Linked DNA regions of Sus scrofa: region 2 is linked to region 1. The links are chromatin contacts, called in public HiChIP or PLAC-seq maps. All regions are on one chromosome and are shown on one strand. Each heading gives the region's core, a stretch centred on a gene start, on an enhancer-like site or on the middle of the called end of the contact. The rest is flanking DNA. Distances are from core to core; before and after follow the strand shown.

Region 1 (7,728 bases), core at 3,126-5,625:
GAAACCCAGAGGCCTAGAGAAAACACGAGAAGGGCTGGTGATTCGGTCTCTCCCCAATCAGTCTGAACAAGAAGGTCTTCCTCTTGGCATTCCTGTTGCAGGACGGAAGTGGGGGCATGTATGACATGGATTATACATTGTCTGTGCCTAAACCAACCATGAAAATAAAGGCTGCCCCATGGGTCAGGCCAGGAAGGGAAGCGAGCCTGGTCAGGATTAGGGCAGAACTAAATGAGAATCAGGCAGGGAGTCTGATGAAAAAGAAAGGCAGCATGTTTATTCTTCTCTCTGGAGGCAATTATGTGTGGTACAACTGCTTGAGTAGAAAGCTGAGTGAGTTTGTAAATAAAGACTTCAACGTGTTTTTGTGATAAGAGTGTGCAGAGATAACAGGGTCGGGCGACCGCCTAGATTAGAAATGTGGTTACTTCACAGATGTTTTCTTGTGAAAATTAGGTATCCACCAATTATGGCAATGCAACAGAGGAAGAGAGAAAGAGACTGCGATGCAATAGACAAATAAGAAACATGTTTTCTTCTGCTACCCAACAAGATCATGCTGTCATTTCTCCTTGTGATATTTTCAGAATGTCATAGAACAGTTTATTCCTGCGTAATGGGCCGGGGGGAGGGTGGCAGGGAGGTGGAGGAAGGGATCAGAAGAGACGGAGACTCAGTTACCCTGGAAACAGCTCCAGAGGAGGGGGTCAGAGAGATGGGACCTCGAGGCTCCATGGTCTCTCTTATGCCACTTTGTCCTTCCCTACTCAGGTGAATCAAATTCAGTTCTGTGGGCATTTATGGCACCCAATACTGTGCTAGGTGACAGTGTAGGATGCAAGCCTGGGAGTAATGAGGACAATGACGATGACCATTAAAATCAGGCTACCGCTGTCCTTTTGGTGCTACATCAGAACCACAGCAACAAGGGATCTGAGCCCCATCAGCGACCTACACCACAGCTCATGGCAACGCCGGATCCTTAACCCACGGAGCAAGGCCAGGGATGGAACCTGCAACCTCATGGTTCCTATTCAGATTTGTTAACCACTGTGCCACGACGGGAACTCCTGATTCGCATCAGTTTTAATTCAACACACTGAATGCCTTCTTGGTGCCAGGTACTGGGGAGGCAAAGAGTTGTAAATGGTGGTTCCAGTCCTCAAGGAATTCCATCTAGCAGGGCAGCAGGTACATATGCAAATCTCTGTGATCAGAATGAAGGGGCAAAGGTGCTCAGGGCCCTGGGACTGTGGGAACTCTGGCCAGGGAGGATGGAAATTGGGTTCCTTCCCTGCCACTCCTGGAAGCAGCATTACAGCCATGGCAGAAGTCAGTAAATGGGATGTGAAGGCAGAGAGACTGAGACAAATCACAGAGACTCCTTAGTTCTGTCTAGTGCTGGACCAGACCACAGGGCTGGCTTGCTAAGGAAGTCAGAGTAATATGGAACTGAAGAAGTTCTGAGATGTTTCCACGGCTCTGAACCTGGCCTCTGTAATCCCATGTTCAGCTCTAAAAGGAAGCTGAGTTGCCCTGTGGCTCAGCAGGTTAAGGATCCAGCATGGTCCACCTGCTGTGGCTCTCATTACTGCTATGGCACGGGTTTGATCTCTGGCCTGGGAACTTCCATATGTCACAGGCACGGCCATAAATAAATATACATAAGTAAACAAATGTAAGGAAGTTGCCTGGAAACCAGAGATGGAAACCATCCACGCCAATAATAATCGGTACCAGTTTCTGAGCATCCACTCCATGCCAAGCACATTAAATAAAATGCCTGTTATGTCCAGATTGGTAGTTACTGGTCCCCAGGACCTATTTTCTGCTTCCTCCTTTTAGTGGTAGACTTCCGCACTGAGCCTTAGCGGAGAGCACACACGCCTTTCCTGCCAGAGACACTACTTCCTGGCTTGCAAGTAGCTGATGTGACTGAGGTTTCAGCAGCAGAATGTGAGGAGAAGTAACGCGTGCCACTTCTATATCATTTCCCTAAAGGAGTGCCCTCCACTTCCTCGTCTCCCTTGCCACCAGCTGGGGTGCTGATGTAGTCATTCATGCTTCAGTGGAGAGGAGACAACACTGAAAGAATCCAACTCGGATCCCTGATGGGCTCTGGAGAACAGAGCAGCCACCTCCTCTCTCCACTGCCTTCTGCTGCTACACCTGGTGAACCTGCCTTTAGCACCTTTCCTTAATTTGGCCAAGGATCAAACACACAGGAAAGAAGAACAATATTGCTAGACTTGTGTCTGGGTTAAGACAACATAGGCCACAGGTGGAGCCACATGAGAGAATCTTAGATGCAAGCTGTGTGTGCTTTGGTGAATAGATGGTATAAAAATTATATTGACTTTTTGGGGAAGCTTTGTTTACATCCTGGTTTCTAGTTGAGTTTCAGATGACTGAAGTTACCTATTAAATGTCCTCCAGGTGAGAAAGATCATTGAATCGAGGAAAGGCAGACCCACAGTTTTTGACTATTTGTTATGTGCCAGGTACCAAAGACGGACGTGTGCACACACACACAACACACACACACACACACACACACACACATACTCTAACCTCAAGATGTGTCCACTGGTGGGAAGATTAACAAATATAAAAATGGTGTTGAGAGGAAAATATCAGTTAATACCTCCAGTTGCAAGCAATCAAAATTCTGACTCAAACTGGTTTAGGAAAAAAAAAAAAAAGATCATTTATGTGTTTATGTAAATGACCAAGAGTAAACCAGACTTTAGGCATTTGAACCCTACTGAAATGGATTCTCTGTGGCTGGGGCCTGGAAATCTGTGCTGCCCCCGCCCCCTGCATTCCCCCACCAGGTAATTTCAATTCTGTTTTGGAATGTGCTTTTAGGTAGATAATTGGGCTGCAAATTGGAGATGGGACTGGTAAGGGGAGAGAAAGAAGGAGGCGATGATTGTGTCAAAGGATCGGAATCCTGATCCAGGCAGAGGCAGTTCCCAGCAGCACAATGTCTGCTGTGTACTTTGCGCACACGCTGAAGGCTGCTTGCGTGGGAGGTGAGCAGGGAAGTCAGTAGAGGACCCTGCCATCTGTCTGGCAGTCAGTCTGAGGGTTCATAGTCCTTATGAAAGTGGCTGTCATTTCCTTCATTCACCCAACATCTATTTATTGTGCAACTATGTACCAGTCATTAAGCTAGAGAGTGAGGATACAGGGGTTTACAAGCAAAGAGACTTTCCTCATGATGCTTACATTTTAGGGGGAGACAGTCAACAATGATTAGAAAATGAGCCGATTACTGGTTGTGTTGAGTTTTGCAAACAGAAAAGTCCTTCACCACATAATCCCTAGTGGAGGCTGACATTGGACTGGGTGGAGGAAAAACCTTCAAGCTGACAACTTAGTGGAGATCTGAGAGCATGGGCGGAGTGTGCCAAACAGAGGCAATAGCAAGTGCAAAGGCCCTGAGCTGAGAGAGTTGTGGTTGGGGTGGAAACACAGAAAGGGGCAAGCGTGGCTAGAGATCAGTGAGAGGGAGACTGGAGTGGGATGAGCCTGAAGAAGTTGGCAGGGACCAGGCTATGGGATAACTAGCAGACCCCAAAAAGAATTTGGATTTTATTCCACATGCAATTAAATGTTTGCTTTAATAGGAATTTCCTGGCTACTGTGTGGAAAAAGTGTAAAATTAGGTTCAGGATTAGATGGACTCCAAGGTTCTTGCCTGGTCCCAACAACCCATGTCATGCTCCTGGGGTCCCCAGGACTGTGGACCCTATATCATTGATGTCCCATAGAACTTTCAGTAAGGATAGAAATGTTCCACACCTGTGCTGGCCTAACCCAAAGCTCAGGTGGATCTCGAGTACCTGCTTTGTTGCTGGTTTAACTGAGGACGTGGAGTTTAAATTTTATTCCATTTAAATGGACTTGGGTAAATATATAGAGACGCGAGTGGCTAATGGCTATTGAACCTGACAACACAACACAACACTAAGCCCTGGGTGCCTGACGGTTTCTACTCCTTACCCAGAAGCCAGGGCCTTCTCCAAAGGGTGGGATTGTAAAAGGGGTTATTGACCCCTAAATGCCAAGCCCCCTCTGTGCATTTGGCTTGTCAAGTGGAGAGGTTGGGAGTTGGAGGGGTGGCATCCTGAGGTTCATTTTGGCACCGCGGAGGCACTGCACCTAGCTGTGAGGCTCTCCACGCGCACCCTGAGGGAAACCCCGCATTGCGAACAAAGGTTTCCGGACCTCTCTTTCCATAAAGCACCAGCCTCGCGCTCTCGCGGCCTCGGGCGCGGTACATTCATTGGCAGGAGGGAAACGGCCCCGCAGCGCCTCGCCCCGCCTGCCCCGCAGCCGGGTCGCGTAGACTCAGCTCCGGGCGCAGCACAGGTGGGCTGGGGAAGCCAGAGACCCAGGCGCGCCACCGCCACCGATCGGGATTGGAGGTGCGGGGAATCCTTGCCGCGCAGTCGCCGCTTTTTCTCTCGGGGACTGGGGCAGAGGTGGCGCGGGCTATTGCCCGCACGGGATCTACTTCCTGAGCTTGCTTTCGCTTTGCCCGGGGCTTGGCGAGGCCTGCGCGCCGCAAGCGCCGGGAGGGAGTCGCGCAGGTGGCCGCGGGGGAGGGGCAGGGGCTGCGCGGCTTGAACCCTGCGGACGCATCCCTGGCTGAGACTCTGTGCCCCTCGACGCGCGTAGGTCCCGGCTGGCCGGGCGGCGCCCCTGACCTTGGTTTCTCCCCGTGGCAGGTCTGCGCAAGGACCATGGGTGCGTCGCTGGGCAGCGGCGCGCGGGTGGCTCTCCTGCCCCGCCAGGCCTGCGGCGCCGTCCGGCGCTGGGCACCCCCCGCGCCCGCCCGAGGCTGCCACTCCAAGACGGGCCTGCCGCGTCCTGTGCCCCTGAAGAAGCGCGGATACGATGTCACCAGGAATCCGCATCTCAACAAGGTAACGGTCCCGGAGGGTGGGATGGCCCAAGCCGCTATCCAGCGCCGGCCGGAGGGCGCCCCGCCCCCTGGGCCCGGGAAGGATCCTCCCAGCCGCCCTTCCAGTGGCTTTCCATTTTTGCCGGGGGAAGCTTGCAGTAACTCGGTTTGGCTTGTATTTCTTCCTTTATTTTTTAACCACTCCTCTTCTCCCTGGAAAGAGGTGATCAGTAACGCAGGGAGCCCAATTTCTTCAAACATACAGACGGGGTTAAGGTCCTCATGACCAGTCCGACGTGGGGTCGGATCTCCCCTTGATGCTTAGTGATTCTGTTGCTCTTGGGCAGTTCATTTAATCACTGTCAGGCCAAGTTCCCCCTCCGTAAAAGCGGAAGCAGTTGTCTCAGCAGCATTGTGAGCTTTCAAGAGAAAATGGAGGCAGAGTCCTTAGCACAGTATCTGACACCCCGTGGGAGCACATGTCAGCTAAAATTGTAATTATTCTGAGAAAAAGGTTGATTTGAGCAGAGACCAAAAAGTCTAGAATTATAAGAACGTTTAGACCTTGAAGGGGCATCAGATATGCTAATTCAAACCTCTCCTTTTACAAATGAGAAAACAAGACAAAGGGAACTTGCCCAAGGTCACCAGCTAGTTTTGGCTCTGCCGCTGAAATCTGGGGCTGGATCTCTGGTGCTTGGGTCAAGTTCAGCTCACTGCTTGTTAGCAGTGCCTAAGAGCACACACGTTTGTTCCTGAGAGTCAAGTTTAGTATCACGGGTGTTAAAAACCCAGGAAGCCAGAGACTTGACGCCTGTCTCCGGGCACCTCCTCAAGTTAGCTTGGGCATCTCAATTTCTCTGAGTGCCACTTTCTGTTGCTTAAGGTGGATGTTAGACAAACCCACCATTCCTACCACATTCAGTTATTATGACAGTCAAATGAATTACTGAATTTGAAATCATATTTTAAACTATATAAAGTGCTTGGTAAATAAATAATTACTACAAAATAAGAACTGTAATAATTTCTTTGAATTAGGATTGTGAAAGTCAAGGGCGGAAGTTCTTGTGGAAAAGGTGTTTTTGAGAAATAGGGACAATTATGTCAATGTTCAGTATGTGACTGTTTCCTGCAGAATTAATAGAAGAGGCTGAGAAAGGAATTTTTTTCTCTCAACCTCCACCTATCACACAGTGCCCCCTGCTTCCTCCCAAAAAAGGAACCCTAAATCCTATGTATATTACAACTTTGGAATGGGTGGGGTGTTTTATGAATTTAAATTTGCTTTGGTAAAAGTGTTAGCAAAATGAACTCAAACTGGCTTAGCCAATAAAAGCCTTCTTCAACTCACTATTTAGAGGAAGGAGGGGTTGCAGGTGAGTTTGACTCAGCAGTCTGGGTGGCATCTCTCAGGATGCACATTCTCTCTGGCTCTCTACTCAGCTTCATCCTCATGCTCCATCCAGGAGAGTCTTTCACCTCCATGCTGCCACAGTCCCCTTCACTTTTTCTCACCCCACACCATCCAGGGATAGAAGGACACGTTCTTCTGATAACCCTTGTGGAAGAAAAGGGACACTTTCTCTGAGGTCTCAGAAAAATATTCTTTCTGTCTCATGGACTCTGATTGGATTCCTTTCCATCCATTCTCCAAACCGACCACCATCACTTAAGCCATCAGGGCTCCCCCCTGGATTGAAAGATAGTGTTTAGGTTAGGGGCACCCATTCCACCTGGTTTAGAATAAAGGGGATGTGGTTCATCCCCCTTCCCCAAGTAAATCTGTATTTGTTATCGGAGGCAGGAGGAATGGACGCTGGAAAGCAAAATAATGAAGCCCCACCACAGACTCTGATTGTTCTAATTGCTTTAGAAGTATTGGCACTTAATGCTCTATGAGTAGTTAAAAAGTAAAAGAGGGCCTTGAAAGCTTTGTCTTTTCTACCCTAGGTTTATGGTTCCCTAAAAGCCCTTGTCCCTTGTCCTTGATGGAAAATTTCTCCTCCTAAATAGTACAAACGGACACTGCCCATAAATCTAGGGGACCTGACCTTGTCATGACGTTAAAGATTTTTTTGTATATCCCTGAGGTCAGCTGATGCTTGTCAGGGAGAGGGGATATCTGGGGTGATGCTGAGTTGGCCTCCCCCATTCACCCTTGAGGAGGGAGGGGAAACAGTGGAGGGAACAGCCCTGCCTGGGGGCTGCCCCTCACTTCCCACTGGAGTGCCACCCTCCTGCTGACCTCAGGTGCTCAGAGAGTCCCCAGGGAAGGCCTGAAGCTTGGCACTTTCCATCAGCCAGATGGGGAGACTTGCTGAGTTAGACAGAACCACTGAGGTTGTCACTGAGAAAACAAGAGAGGGGCAGCTTTGAAGGGAGCTGCGCCTAGTGGGCGGGTCTGTGGGTTGGTTTTTTCCTGCTTGACTCTGAGGTCCTCCCAGGCTGGGACTGAGTTTCTCGCATGTGTGGCTGGCACTGGGTAGTTCCTGAAAGATCTGCTAAGGGCATGACTGTGCAAAGTAATGCCACATTTTTTGAACATGTTCACCTGGTCTACCTCCTGCTTTTGACAGGTCAGGAGGGGCATTTAGTTGAAGTTTGAGGGCAGAGGGTAGTCAGGGATAGAAGAGCGACTGAACAGGCGAGCATCACTGCTATTGCGCTTGTCAGGGTCTGGTTCCAGCTCTGCCATAATCTCGCCCTGTGATGGGTGGTGCATCTCATGAGCCCTTCTTCCCACGTCGCATCACTGCTCGGATCCCTGTGACATCATTTTGAAACTATAAATGTTAGACGATCACGTTGATAAA
Region 2 (7,328 bases), core at 1,442-3,941, 110 kb before region 1:
CAAGATGTGTGACGTCCCCACTGACTTTATGCAGAACCCTCTGGAATGTGTTCTGAGTCACTCTGCCAGGGACACCCACAGGATGGAGTTTGCTTCCCAAACTCTATTTGCTCCCACATTCTGGAAGATGTTAATAGACCATCCATGAAAAAAAGATGGTCAGATATGCATATTAGCACTCTAGATGCTCTGAGAAGTCCTGAGTGAAGAAACCTGCTTACACTCACTTATTTCTAAATTACCGGGTCTTATTTGACCACGATTCTTTTTTCCAATAGGGTAGTAACATGTCACAGAACAGTGGCGTTCTATTGGGCACAGTTTGAGAAAACCATCCATTAGCTTATCCCACTTCTAGGAGTAACCACTTCTGTTCCCGATACGTGGTTCGTGCTTTTTTGCCTCATTGCCTTTGCTTGTATTTGAAACTGTTTCCTTTGTATCCACTTGTCTCAATTCTACTTTTTTAAAAAAATTGAAATACAGTTAATTTACAATATTGTGTTAATTTTAGGTGTATAACATAGTAATTCAATGTTTTTCTAGATTATACTCCATTATAGGTTATTACAAGATAATGGATATAATTCACTGTGCTATGGAGTATGCGCTTGTGGCTTATCTATTTTATACACAGCAGTTTGTATCTGTTAATTCCATATCCCAATTTGTCCCTCCCCCTCCCCTTTGGTAACCACCAGTTTGTTTTCTGTGTCTAAATCTATACATTAAAAAAAAATTTTTTTTTGGCTATGCCCAAAGCAGGTGGAAGTTCCCAGGTCAGGGATTGAATCTGCGCCATAGCAGCGACCTGAGCTACTGCGATGACAACACCAGATCCTTGACTCGCTGCATTACCAGGGACTCCTAATTGTATGCATTCTTGAAAGGCCTAACAGGAGCTCCCTGGTGGGTCAGTGGGTTAAGGGTCTGGTGTCATCACTGCTGTGACTCTGGTTTAACCACCTGCCACAGGTGCAGCCAAAAAATAAAAGTAAAAAGGCCTAACACTCTGTCACATGCTCTGCAAAGTATTTTTTCCTTTTATTGGCCTTCGATTTCCCATAACACTTTCCACAGCTTTCTCATAGCCCTTACACTGTTACTTCTTTTATTATCAGTATACCTTTCCTCTCCTCCACCCTTGACTCTCCAGTCTGCATCTCTTTTGCGGGATGTGTCAGTCAGGATCTTAACAGAAGCCCAGTTTGCCCTTAATTGATTCAAATGAAGAGACTTTCAGGAAGTGGCTAGTCCTGGAGATGAGGACAGGGTGGAGGAACAAGCAAGGACAGAGAGCACCCAGGGCCCAGCAGCGGGGTCCTGCTGTGGGCACGGGAGGGAGGGCGAAGGGGCACCTGAGCGCCCAGGTGGGGGGCCTGCTGCCAGGAGTTGCTCCCCTATGGACCCATACAGCCATTGCAGGAAACTGGTGCCCAGGAGGAAGGGAAGGAGTGGGAAAGAAATGCCTTGATCTCTTCTCCTCCTGCCCGCTGATCTCTGGAGCCTGCCGAAGTCAGCTCCCAAGGGAGCCAGGCTGTGCGGTGGGTGAGGCACAGGGCAGGGCAGTAAAGGGTGGAGATTGCGGGGGGGCAAAGAACCAGCACACTGAAAGAGCCCCCGTTTCCTCATTCGCAAAATAGAGTAGTGCCGGTACCCTCCTCCCAGCGTGATGGTGATTAAATTAGGAAATGTGTCAAGGGACTTATGAACACATATGCTTCCTTGATTCTACTCATTAGCTACTTACCCTGTTATCATTATCATTATTTACAAGACCACTCTTGGGATAGCTGCTGGTGTAAGAACTGACTGAAGAAGGTATCATGTGTTGGTTATTTTGTAGCTCTTACACATCCAGCTCAAAGCACTGTGCAAGGCTCCAGATAGATGCATTTGGAGGCGTTGGGGAGCCCTTTTGAATAAGCGTAACAGGAAAGCTTGTATAGCGGTATCAGCCAACCTGACCTTGAAAACAGACCACAAGGCGCTAAACTTGAGACTTACTTTTAGATTCCAGCAGATTGTTTGGGCAGTTCTTAGACACAGGCCAAGGCCTCTAGTTTTCCTTTGCCTCCGTAGAGGGGAGAGTTAATGAAAAACAAGCCAGCTCACCAGGACTAGTGCTGCGTAGCCGTCCTGGCAATGACAGTGATAGTGATTTTTCCTATTTTGAAACAAAGTAAGGACGGCCTGCCCAAGGTTGAAAGCAGGAGGGTTTGTGTCTATAGACGTGATTGGCTTCCTGCTCTTTCAGAACACTAACCTGGTTTATTTCAAACAATGGTCACCAGGCTCCTGCTTCCTTGGGTCCACAGATTAGGGAAACCACAACGGTCTGTGTTCTCTTCACTTCAAAGCCTGCAGAGCGCCCTAGAAAGCCAACGTTCGGCCTGATCCCAGGGGTGGGGGCTGGGACCAGATTCAAGGGTAGGAAGGGGGGTGGGGGGTGAGGCGGGACTTACCCACATGAAGGCAGTGGATGTCAGAGCTGAAGGCTGCTCAGAGGCCCTCCGCTGCAGCCCGTGCTCTTGGAGGAAGGGCGAGCCCCGAGGGTGACTGCTTCTGGGGAGCCTGTCACCCTGACAGAGCCATGAAGGTTACACTGGGAGGGCCACGGACACCGCGCTCCAGTACTGACACCAGCAGCTGCAGCTGGGGACTCCCTTGAAGGAGGAGTGACTTTATCCGGGTTTCCAGCAGACTAAAATTAGTGACAAGAACACTTAGCCCTGAGATCTTGTGGGATCGGTTAAGTTGTTGTTCTCATCATTGTTTCTGTCCCTGAAAAATCAAGACCGAACTGTTAAGCAATGGCCCTAAAGCTGCTGCACCCACAAGCTTCATGCTCTCTGAGTGGGCCCCAGCCAGGGTTCTCTGGCTTTTCTGGACCACACAAATATTTTGTCCCTTAACTCAAGGCTGACTGAGGCCCTGTTTGGACAACCCATGCACAGCCAGAGTGAAGGCTTCCTCTCCACCTGAGCAGGGGTTCAGTCCATCACCCAGAGGGATAATAGGTAACAGAGCAGTTTGGGGGTTATGCTGTCAATTAAACTTAGCTCCACCTGGTGATGTGACATGATATTCTAAGATGACATGATATTTTTTGTTTTATTGTTGAAATGGAAAAGGCCCCTAGCTTCAATCCAGGAAGACCCAGGAAGGCCCAGCCCAGTCCTCAATTGCTGTGACCTCACAGTTGTACAAATAGCAATATTGGCAAAGCGAGGTTATCCAAACCATCTTCTCTTTCAGGACAAGAGATGGCAATGTCTCTTTTTCTCTCTACCATTTTTTTTTTTAAAACAGTGTAATAAAATCAAACTATTAAATCCTGAAACCCCTTTCTTCAGGAAAATTAAAAACAAATAAATGACAAGTCTTTGATTTGTTGGGCCACTTTTTGAAAGGTTGATAGCTGCCTTGAAGGCAAACTCCAGCCTTGGTAGCAGCCCTCCAAGCTCAGTTCCCATTGTAATTTTATTATCAAAACTTTCATCCTCCGCCCAGTGATCCCAAAGCTTCAGGGGACTGAAGTTCACTTAGAGGGTGAGTATTCTTGATCTAAGCTTGTTAGGGATCAACGTTTGTATTGACTCGAATACCTGCCTGACTGGAAGGAAAAGCACGAGTGAGCCAATAAAATTGTTTTGTGTAAAGTTATAGTTTAAAAAGGGTGGTTTTGTTGGTGAAAGTATTTATAGCATTGGTATAAAGTTCATCTTAACAATAATGGCCATTTATTATCTACTGTGTACCAGACCTTTCCCACTACTTCTTACATTGGAGCAAATGACTCTGAGCAGTAGGAACACATATCCTTCTATTAACTGATAAGAACCCAAGGCTTAACTAGGTAAATAACATTCCCACTTTGAAGTGCTGGAGAGGGGATTCAAACCCAAGACTCTCTCCCCCAAATCCATATATCATAAAGTTTCCTGTATAGTTTCTTTTGGGATGATTTCAGACACAATAACGGAAACCCTTGACTTACTCCTGCTTAAATGACAATCAGGAAATTGAGTATCGCACGTCGAGAAGTTCAAAGATAGAGTGGCTTCAGGTGAGGGGCACTCAAGGCTCCAGCCCTGCCTCTTTTGGCTCTGCAGTTGTCACCTGCATTTGTGTCCAGGAGGAAAAAAAAAATCTTCTCTCCCTCTGTCTCTCTCTTAGGAGCAAGACAGTGATAGTTCTCCCCAGCCCTTTCTGCATATCACAGTGGTAGGAATTCAACAGTCCTAAGTACTTTGCTAAATCAATCACTGGCAAGAGATGAAGTTATCTTTTAGCCTAAGTAACACAATAATTGGAAGAGCTCTGAACTCAGGATCGGAAACCTTGGGTTTTGGTTATGAAAACTTGCTAGTTGCTCAGTTTTTCTTCGCCCTTACCTTTTCCTTATTGGTAAAACAGGGCTGATGAGTCCTATCATACTGATCTCACAGAGTTGTAAAACAGGAATGAAGTAATGTCTGTAGAAGTATTTTGTCAGCTCTGACACATGATGTAAATGCATGTTATGGGCTTCTATTAATATGGTTCAGAGAGAACTATTGGTCATGAGACACTTTTTCAGTTATATTCATATGTGTGGCTTAATCATCATCAAGATGATCATTTAGGATTTTTAAGTTTTTGCTGAAGATTTGCCTGAATTTTACTTATGTGTCGGAAAATTAATAGTGCACAAATAGGAGAAAATGTGAAATTCAGTGTCTATCGTTATGAACTCCAATTGTATCAGTTTATATGTGGGTAAGATGTTTGTCAGTTATTTTTTACTCATCAAAGAGCTAGTTTCCTACGAATCTGTTAAACAATCTTTCTCATCCCTTCCTTTATACCAATTCAATAAATACATATGGAATATTACCATGGGGGAGTGGATAGGATACACACTTGAGAGAATATGAAACAGACCCTGTCTGAAGGAGAGTAGCCACCTAGGGAAGAATTCTAGAGAGGAGACTAGTTAGAATATATCCACAAGTAGCTATAATAAAACGTAGAAAGATAAGAGGAAGTGACAGGTAAAGTCCCAAGGTGTGAAGACATAAAGGCTGTAAGAATTCAGAAGGTTCCCAGCCATGGGGTTAGGAAAGACTTTAGGACAAGGCTTCATTTGACCCAGGAGTTGGAAGATCTGGACCTGGGAATAGCTAGTTCACCTTGGCTCTATGTCAAACTTGCTCTGAACTTGAATACTCAGAATGCATACTCCTGGGGAGTTTCTGTTGTGGCTCAGTAGATGAAGAAGCTGACTAGTATCCATGAGGATGCGGGTTTGATCCCTGGCCTCACTCAGTGGGTTAAGGATCTGGTGTTGCTCTCGCAGATGCAGCTTGGATCCTGCCTTGCTGAGAATGTGGCATAGGCTGGCAACTGAAGCTCGGATTTGACCCCTAGCCTGGGAACTTCCATATGCCACAGGTGGGCCCTAAAAAGACAAAAAAAAAAAAAAAAAAAAAAGGAATGCATAATTCTTGAGAATAAATCACATGAGAGCTATATATAGCAGAAAATAATACTTGGAAAGGTAGAGATTGCAGCTAGATAGATGACAGAGGAATTGGAATACCAAACTAAGGAAGTTGACTTCACTCAGTAGGTGTGAGATAATAGAAAAAAAAAGTACACATTGCTCTCTGCCCCTGGTTTCTAGCACAGGGCTCCTAAAACACGTGCTATTTCCTAAGTGATACAGCACCAGGAGCATCGTATTTTAATATTTGGTCTTTGACCCTGGTTCCTGACACAGGGCTTCTGAAACCCTTATAATTGCCTGAGTATTAGCACTGTCTTTTGTTCTGATGACATGACTTTGGCGGGGCTCCTGGATGGCTCCAAGGTGGGGGCTAGTCACCAGAAAGAACAAGCCAGGACTAGAAACTTGGAATTTTCAGCCCCGCCCCCATTCTCTTGAGAAGGAAGAAGGGCTGGAAATAGAGTTAATAATTGCTCATGTCTACGTGAGGAAGCCTCCATAAAATTGCAAAAGTGTGGGGTTCAGAGAGCTTCTGGCTTGGTAAACACAGCCGTGTTCTGGGAGGGTGACACACCCCACCTCGAGGAGAACAGGAGCTGCTCCTCTCAGGACCCTCCCTGACCTCACCCTCACTCATCTCTTCATCTGGCTGTTCATCTCTGTCTTTTACCATGTCCTTTAACAGACTCGTAAACCTAAATGTTTTCCTGGGTTCTGTGCCATTCTAGCAAATTAATCCAACCCAAGAGAGGGTCATGGGAAGCTCTGATTTGTAGCTGAATTGGACAGAAGTTGTGGGTCACCTGGGGAACTACTGCTTGCAGTTGGCATCTGAAGGGGGTGGGGACAGCCTTGTGGGACTGAGCCCTTAACCTGTGGCATCTGACGCTATTTCCAGGTAGATAGTGTCAGAACTGAATGAAAGGGTGGGACACCCAGCTGATGGGGAAATGCCTTGGTCTGAAGAAAACCCCTCCATGCATTTGGTGACCAGCAGTGTCAGAAATGAAGTGTCTGTGTGAGCGGTAAAGGGGACACAAAGGGGAAAGACTGTAGCTTTAAAAAAAAAAAAAATTTACATATAGTTGATTTACAGTGTTCTGTCAATTTCTGCTGTACAGCAAAGACCCAGTTATACATTTATATATGTTCTTTTTTTCACATTATCCTCCATCATACTGTAGCTTTTTTCATTCAGTAGGCAGTAGAGTGAGTGCTGTCAGGATATCTGTGCTTTATGAGGATTAAGTGGGAAGCTTCTGGGAAGCGAGATAGGAGAGGGAAAGTGGAGGCTGAGAGCCAAACTCAGAGTTTGCATGTTCAAGCAAGAGGTCATGAGAATCTGACCTTCCACGCATTGGCATGGAGATAAGCCAATGGATAGGAGATATTTTGGGTGGAGAAACTGTAGGTTTGGTCGTTGATATAAAGATCATTTGGGAGGGGAGGGTCAGAAGTATTTCATTCATTAATGACAAAATGCTGACACAAACTTGCCTGAAAAAAAGAAGTGAATTTACCTGTTCACTTAACCAAAAGTTCCTGAAAATGGGTGTAGCTTCAGGAGCTGGTGGAGCCCGGGGCTCAAACGGTGTCATCAGGACTTGGGCTTCTCTACCACTTCGTTTTTCTTCTCTGCTGATGACACTCTCAGGCAAGCCCCAGAAGCCACTAATTTATATTTTCTGAGGATTAAATCCTGTGGCAAAGACAGCTGGTATCCTCGTCATTTCCAATAAGCACCCCAGCTCTGCTTTCCGTTGCTTGTTCCAAAGCAGTCCCTCTGGCTGCGAGAGATTGTTCCTGACTGGCTTGGACCTATATGTGATCGTCTGTT

The links. HiChIP or PLAC-seq counts read pairs in DNA pulled down with a chosen protein or histone mark.
Region 2: an H3K27ac HiChIP or PLAC-seq map of skeletal muscle shows a contact between it and region 1. The contact joins the promoter of PRSS23 here to the promoter of ME3 in region 1. A contact is called at or near these places in 1 of 5 promoter capture datasets (fetal skeletal muscle), 12 of 47 Hi-C or Micro-C datasets (adipocytes, alveolar macrophages, brain and 7 more) and 2 of 2 datasets of contacts at active chromatin or transcription factors (alveolar macrophages and skeletal muscle).

What each region holds. Positions count from the first base shown.
Region 1 is chr9:20,485,662-20,493,389 of Sscrofa11.1, reverse strand. It overlaps ME3 (malic enzyme 3), which reads left to right and starts at 4,375. Exons shown (of 16, transcript NM_001244258.1): 1 at 4,375-4,433; 2 at 4,737-4,934. The coding sequence starts at 4,752.
Region 2 is chr9:20,599,039-20,606,366 of Sscrofa11.1, reverse strand. PRSS23 (serine protease 23) reads right to left here and starts at 2,691. Exons shown (of 2, transcript XM_003357231.3): 1 at 2,466-2,691. It also overlaps a transcript of ME3 not described here.